2 separate regions of the Cricetulus griseus genome follow, and region 2 is linked to region 1. The links are chromatin contacts, called in public Micro-C maps. All regions are on one chromosome and are shown on one strand. The core of a region is the stretch at or near the end of the contact, and the rest is flanking DNA. Distances in the headings are between cores, read along the strand shown. Region 1 holds the start of Dlx1 (homeobox protein DLX-1). Region 2 holds the start of Hat1 (histone acetyltransferase type B catalytic subunit).

The links. A called contact is a pair of places that touch in the nucleus more often than the background predicts.
Region 2: a Micro-C map of the CHO-K1 cell line shows a contact between it and region 1, with 2.0 times the contacts expected there. The contact joins the promoter of Hat1 here to the promoter of Dlx1 in region 1.

What each region holds. Positions count from the first base shown.
Region 1 is chr6:103,661,964-103,665,201 of CriGri-PICRH-1.0, forward strand. Dlx1 (homeobox protein DLX-1) reads right to left here and starts at 1,341. Exons shown (of 3, transcript XM_027420197.2): 1 at 844-1,341; 2 at 1-194. The coding sequence starts at 1,156.
Region 2 is chr6:103,799,800-103,803,407 of CriGri-PICRH-1.0, forward strand. Hat1 (histone acetyltransferase type B catalytic subunit) reads right to left here and starts at 1,461. Exons shown (of 11, transcript XM_027420199.2): 1 at 1,312-1,461. The coding sequence starts at 1,318.

The DNA of each region.
Region 1 (3,238 bases), core at 91-2,590:
CTGTGTGAGTCCCAAGGAGGCTGCGAGCTCCGCCCTCTCAGGGAGAGCTAGGTACTGAGTTTGTTGGAACCTCCGATTCAAAGCCTGCAACTGCAAACTGGAATAAATTGTCCTGGGTTTACGGATCTTTTTCCCTTTGCCATTAAAGCGCACTTCACCGCCTTCCACCACGGTGCTCTTCTCGGAGTCCGCCCCTGGAGGGACAACAGAAGCAAATACCCTTGTTAATTCTGGACTGCCTTTAATGCGGAGGGACGAGAGAGAGTGTCTATGGATGGGCTGGTAGAGGCAGGGTCCGGAAAAGAACGCTCAAGAAACCCTGAAAGACTGCAAAGGTTCCTCAAGGTCCGAGCGCAGATCCCTGTCTGCTGCAGACAGAATTGGGCCGATCCCAAGAGCGCAGCTATTGCCTTTGCAGGGAAAGTTTGCTATTTTTGCAGGCGGTAGTTGAGGTTTAATTACCCTTAATTGCATACATTGTTTATAGCGCTACGCAATAAATAATTACCGAGACTAATACGCGCACATGTGGGTTTCTGTTCTGCAGCAGGGCATTGTGTGCTCGACGCACCGAGCAGTCCGGAGGCCCAGCCAGTGCCAGGAGACGCGCTCGGATTTATCCTTTGCTGGACAGTTGTAAATTGAATTGACTTAATATTTTTTTTTTCTTTTCAGTGACAAGGATCTATAGATTGATATCCGAAACCTCTACTACTTCCGCGCCTTCCCCACCCCCACCCACCTCTCTCTACCCCACTCTTCTCTCTTGTCTTCTCTCGTTCCCCCTCCCCTTCTCCCCCTTTTTCCTACCCTTCTCTCCTTGTCCCTGGCAAGCGCACGTACCTGGGTCCTCCAGGCGGCTCTGGGCGAGGCTGGCACTGCCGGGGTAGGACTGCACGGAACTGATGTAGGGGCTGGACGCGTGGCTGCTGACCGAGTTGACGTAGGGGTAGCCCAGCGGTCGGGAGAAGGATGAGGCCGAACTGTAGGCACTGTCGGGCTGCGAATGGCCGGCCGAGTGTAAACAGTGCATGGAGTAGTGCCCGTGGGACATGGGAGAAGGAGACATTTGCTGGTTGGGCGGCCCAAACTCCATAAACACCGCCTTGCCCGACACGGGGCTGTTGAGACTTTCTGGCATGGTGGTCATGGTCATCTCTTCTCGCGGGGTCTGGGTGTGGGTCTTTCTCTCCTCTGCTTCCCTTTTGGGGGTCTCTATGTTTCTCAGGACAGGAAGGAACCCAATTTAAGCGGAACAGGGGTTTTCACTTTCCATTCATAAGAAAATGGAGTTTGTCTCTTTGAAAAGTCTAAGCATGATGCTGCCGAGCTCCCCAAACTCGGTTCAAAGCTTTGACTCAGCCAAGGTCATAAATATTCATGAGCTGGTGGAGCTGATTGGTCGGCTCTCTTGCATAATCACCGGGGATTGGTCCGAGAAGCTCCGGCTTGGCTGGACTAGAGCGGGCGACGCGGCCCGGCCTGGGGAGAGTCGGGTCCACACGTCCCGGCCCGGGCTCCTCTGCAACAGAGCGCGCGGAGCGTGAAGCACAATGGGCTGCGGCGTCCATCCGCGCTGGGACTTTGGAGGCCCGCGACTCCAGCCTCCCGCCTCCCTCGCGCGCTTCCCGCCCCAGAAACCAACCAGCGGCTCCCTGCCGTTGCCCTCCCCCTTGCTGTCCCCACCCTTCGCCCGCCCCCAACTCCTGGGACCCCGGACCACTTCTCGCGGTCACCCAGTCCGGTGCAGAGAGCCGCTCCAGTCTGGCCGCGGTCTCTCTGGATCGCGGGGTCGCGCATTGGGAGACAACCCAGGTAGCCAGCAGCCAGCGGTTCTCCCGAGCATCCTATGCCTAGCTCAGCGCGCTCCAGGCCGTACCTCCCAGGCCCGGGTCCTCTCAGCCACATCCCGGGGATCGGGGTTTGGGAACCCTCCGGCCCAACTCACTCACTCGGCCGCCGCGCCGCCGCTGCCACCGCTCCCAGGGGCTTGCTCGCATCTCTCCAGGCCCAGCTGGCCACTCCAGCTAGAGGCTGCACGGGTCTGATCAAAGCAGTGCACTTGGAAAGCCAGGAACCCGCGCTTCTCCTCCCAGGAAAGGCGGCTGCACCGCCTCCCCCCTTTTCCCTCCCAACCTTCCTGCCTCCCCCTCCCCTCCCCACTCCCCCTGAGCCATGCGCCCGGGGCTCACTGGCCCCGCGGGCGCGGCGCAGCGTGGAGTCCTGGGACCTGCGGGCGCCAGGCGGCTGGAGCTTCGAACACTCTCCAGGTGGTCATTTTCCAACCTCCTGGGGTCTGACCAGACTACTTGGGGTTTGGGAGCCCTGCGGGGAGGGGGGTCGGGACGGAGAGAGAAACCCTCAGCAAATCCAAATCTGTGGTAGGCTCCAATATTTGGGTACAGACATGCCCCTCTTTGTCGCCAAGTCTCTTCCTCACCTCCAGTGGCCAAAGCTGGCGCCTCCAGGCCGGGGCTGCGTCGAGGGGCGCTGGTGGCAGCAAAAGCTGCCAAGGCGCGGTCTACCTCGGTATTGAAAAGTATACAAAAGGCCCTCTCGCCCCCACCCACCACTACTACACACAGCCACCCCACAAGCCGCGGTGCTGCGTGGCGCAAACTACGCTGGTTGCTAGGTACTGTTGGTTCCCAATCCCTCCAGCCCCAGATGAATCCCAAATTACTTTGTTAGGTAATTAGAAAGTGTTGATAATTATTTCTTTCATAATTTAGCGGTGTGACGGGGGACGGGGAAATGATCTTGTGAAAGTTCACACGTGCACACGTATTAGTTACTGATTCATTTGATTAAATGGTAGTCTCAAGTGCTCAGATCCGCAGCTGAAGGCACCCCATTAGCATAACACTGATGTTTAATTTTCATACGCATAATTAGCCATATATTTAACACTAATAGCAACATGCAGCCTTTCAGCGTTAAACAGCCCGGGATTTGATCTGGCCTGAGCTGAACCTTCGCCGAGGCACCTTCCCCTATCTGGAGTGTGCAATGATCACAGGACAGACCTCTGTAATCAAGCACATTTTGGCAGAGGGAACACCAATAAAAATGAACATTCAAAACAAATTACATCGGTGATGTCGTTACAAATATGAGTACAGGGAATTCTCTCTCTCTCTCTCTCTCTCTCTCTCTCTCTCTCTCTCTCTCTCTCTCTCTAATTTTCAGCAGAGGATCCTGCCTTCCGGAATTCCTCTTCGGTTTAAGGGCATGAAGC
Region 2 (3,608 bases), core at 211-2,710, 140 kb after region 1:
TGTATACAAATAAATAAAATCTTTAAAAAAAAGAAAAGAAAGAGGAAAAAGAATGCCTCATAAAACAGAAGATAAAACCACTCTTGAGCCAGGCCTGTAATTCATGCAGGAGGCTATGACAGCACTGAGCTGGAGCCAGTGTACCCTGCATGATGGTAACAAAACTCATTTCAAGAAACCGGTTATAGAAATCACCTTTAAGTATGTACTGCTTCAGCCCTCATTCAATAACTCAGGCTAAGGAAGAGGGTTAATTGTAGGGCTCAAGTTCGAATTTTTGATGTAATTTTCATTATACAGTAACTCTTTTATGGTAACAGGGTAATCCAATATCCTACTAGACAACTTCGTTTCTTAAACACAAGCAAATTTCAAACTACACAGTTTGGTAATCCAGCCCACCTGTAAAAGTGGAGCGAGTTTAACCCGTAGTGATGGTGACTCAATGTGAAGGACTAGGGGATAATTACAAAAGAAAATACCCACCACTTCAAAAGAAAATACATCAAAACAGTTCAATAGCAATTTACTTTTGTTCGAGACAGGGTTGCACCGAGTAGCCCTGGCTGTTCTGGAAATCATTCTGTAGACCAGGCTGGCCTCAAACTCACAGAGTTCTTCCTGCCTCTGCCTCCTGAGTATTGGGATCAAAGGAGTGCACCACCAGGGCCCGGCAATTTAAACATTCTTAAACACCGAAGACTAGAAGACTCAAATGAAACCAGAATAAGAGAATACCAACTACTACATACAGTACACAAGTCCCACTCTAAAATAGAAGTTCGGCAGTGCAGAAACGTCTTTCTCAAAAGACATCTAAAAATTATCTCAATAATCCTGCAGGGTTAACAGACCCAGAGTGTGCCCGGGAACAGGTCAGCGCAGCACTGCGCTCGCACAGAAGCTGGCCGTGGGGAAGGTGGGCAGGGCCCTGGGAGCATCAGCTGGCGGGAAATGAACCCGATGACTACATTAGGGCAGCAGCGGGCAAAATGAAAGAGAAAAACAGGCCCCGATGCTGACCACGCTTCACCAGACGAAATCGCACGCTCTGCCCCGGGCGCGCCTACCCTCCTCGGCAGGGCCCGGTGGCCCACGGAAGGCGCGGAGCGCAAGCACTGGGGGCGGCGGCACCGAGCGCGGCCCACCGGGAGGCAGCCTCCGACGCTCGGTGCCTCGCGGCAGGGAGAGGCCTTCTGGAACTTCGGCTAGAGCTCGAAAGTTCCAGTCGGCCACTGTCACAGCCGCCTCGACGTTCTTCCCCAGAACCACCCGCCTCCTCCCCTTGCTAAACTTTTCCCGGGAACTTACCCGCCATTTCCGAGCTGTGAGGGCCCGCGGCTGAGGAAGGACAAATCAACCCGCGCGCTCCCGGACCGGAAATGAGCGCAATGATGACGCATTTCCCCCGCCCAACCTCGGGGAGGCACGAGCCAATGAGAGGAGGTAGTTCTGGGAGCGCGGGGACGGAAGTGCTCAGGAGGCGGGGCTAGTACCGTGAGAAGGCGCGAGCGGTTGCCTAGCCACCGCGAGGGCGTACATCCCTGCTGCTGGTCTTCCGCGCGCAGCCCCGCGCAGCTTGTTGGCTGCTAGAGATTTTCATGGGAATTAACGCTAACTCTCAGACAGCCTACGGCGGTTTTTCCCTCTCCCTCGCAGAGGCTGAAAATCCCTCCCTTTGACACGTTTCACTCCGAAGTTTTGGTTTGGTTTGGGTTTTTTGAGACAGGGTTTCTCTGTGGCTTTGGAGGCTGTCCTGGAACTCGCTCTGTAGACGAGGCTGGTCTCGAACTCACAGGAATCCGCCTGCCTCTGCCTCCCGAGTGCTGGGATTAAAGGCGTGCGCCACCACGGCCCGGCTCATTCGAAGTTTTAAATTTTTTACTTGTCTCTATTTTTGCCATAACCCATTTTAAATCGTTTTCTCTGTATTGTATTCGTATTTTGGAACTGGGTGTCCAGCCCAGAGTCATGCTTACGCTGGGCAAAACACTTTGCCACTGGTCCATAATAAACTTCATGATTTCAATATGATAAACAGTGTCATATTAAAGAACTCAGAGTGGGAGGTAGTGGCATACTCCTTTAAACCTAGCACTTGGGAGCCAGAGGCAGGCCTGTTTCTGTGAGTTCCAGGCGTGCCGGATCTACAAAGCAAGTTCCAGAACAGCCAGGGCTACACAAAGAAACCCTGTCTCAAAGAAACAAAACAACAACAAAAAGATTTATTATCTTGGCTTATATTGTACAATTGAAGAGGTTATATCACTGTAAAGGCCAGGAACCTGGTAGTTACCAGTCCACTGACCCAGGACCCTCAGCCTCTGGAGACCTGAGTATCTGGAGAATTGGGTTCTTCCAGAGACTGTAGACAACTGAAGAGGAACTTGGCAATTTCCTTTCCTGGGGCTGATTCTCTTTTTTTCCCTTTCTTCCTTGCCCACTCCCTTTCTTTTTTGGTTTTCACAGAAGGGAGGCCTCTCTTCCTGATCTGTCCTTAGGTTGTAAATCGTGACCCTCTCTCCTCTTAAGTTATGTGCTCCTTGTGTTAGTCAACTTTTCTAGAGGAATCGTACCAACAGAATTTATTTTTAAAAAATTATAAAAGAGGACTGTGCTGGGGAGATTTATGTCAACTTGACACAAGCTGAAGTTATCTGAAGAGTGTTTTGACATCAGACATGGAGATGCAGAGGTTGGGGTTTGCCCAGTTACTTCTCTGTCTTGCTTTGGTCCAGTATTTCCTCACTGTGCTCCCTTCCTGACCTTTTGGAATGGTCATATATATCCTTGCCATTATATGTTGGAAGTGAAAAATTTCTGCACCCCAATAGGCCTGTCCACCGATGCAGCAATCCAAATCAGAGCAAATCAAACCAAATTAGAAATGGCCCACATTTAATGGCTACAATGCTCCCTGATGGCCTTCCAACCCCCTAGAGAGGAGATGGGAAAGAGAGACTGGAAAAACACCAGTCTGTTTTCTGGGGGACAATTTAAATACCCTGTCGGAGTGGTCTTGAGCATCTCTGGGGAAGGGATCATCAAATTTGGAGTGCTTTCTGAGGGTTTGGAGGGAGATAGGGGATGGGGGCTTGGGTGGAACTTCCACCATAGCATTCCAGACTCTTGGGGTATATGGATGCCTGGGGCTGGGGTGAGGTGTCCACCATAACAGGGAGTATGTGATCTACTTTTTGATTTTATAGGCGATTACAGTTAAGATATTGCATGAATCTCAGAAGAGACTTTGAAGTTTAGACTTTTAAATAAGTTTGAAACTGTTAGTACTATGGAGAGATTTGAAGTTGGACTGAATGCATTTTCAAACATAAGGATATAGCTACAAGCTTTTGGGGGCCTGGGAGTGGAATGTGGTGGTTTGAAAGAAAATGGCCCCTCTAGGGGTGCCACTATTAGGAGGTGTGGCCTTTTTGTAGTATGTGTGACATTGTTGGAGGAAGTGTGTCATTGTGGGATCGAGCTTTGAGGCCACCTGTGCTCAAGCTCAATTAAGAAAATACTTCAATTAGAGTGGGCTGTAGGCAAGCCTGTAGGATGTTTAAATAGTTGGATGGGAAGGTATTTGACTAATAATTGATGCGGGA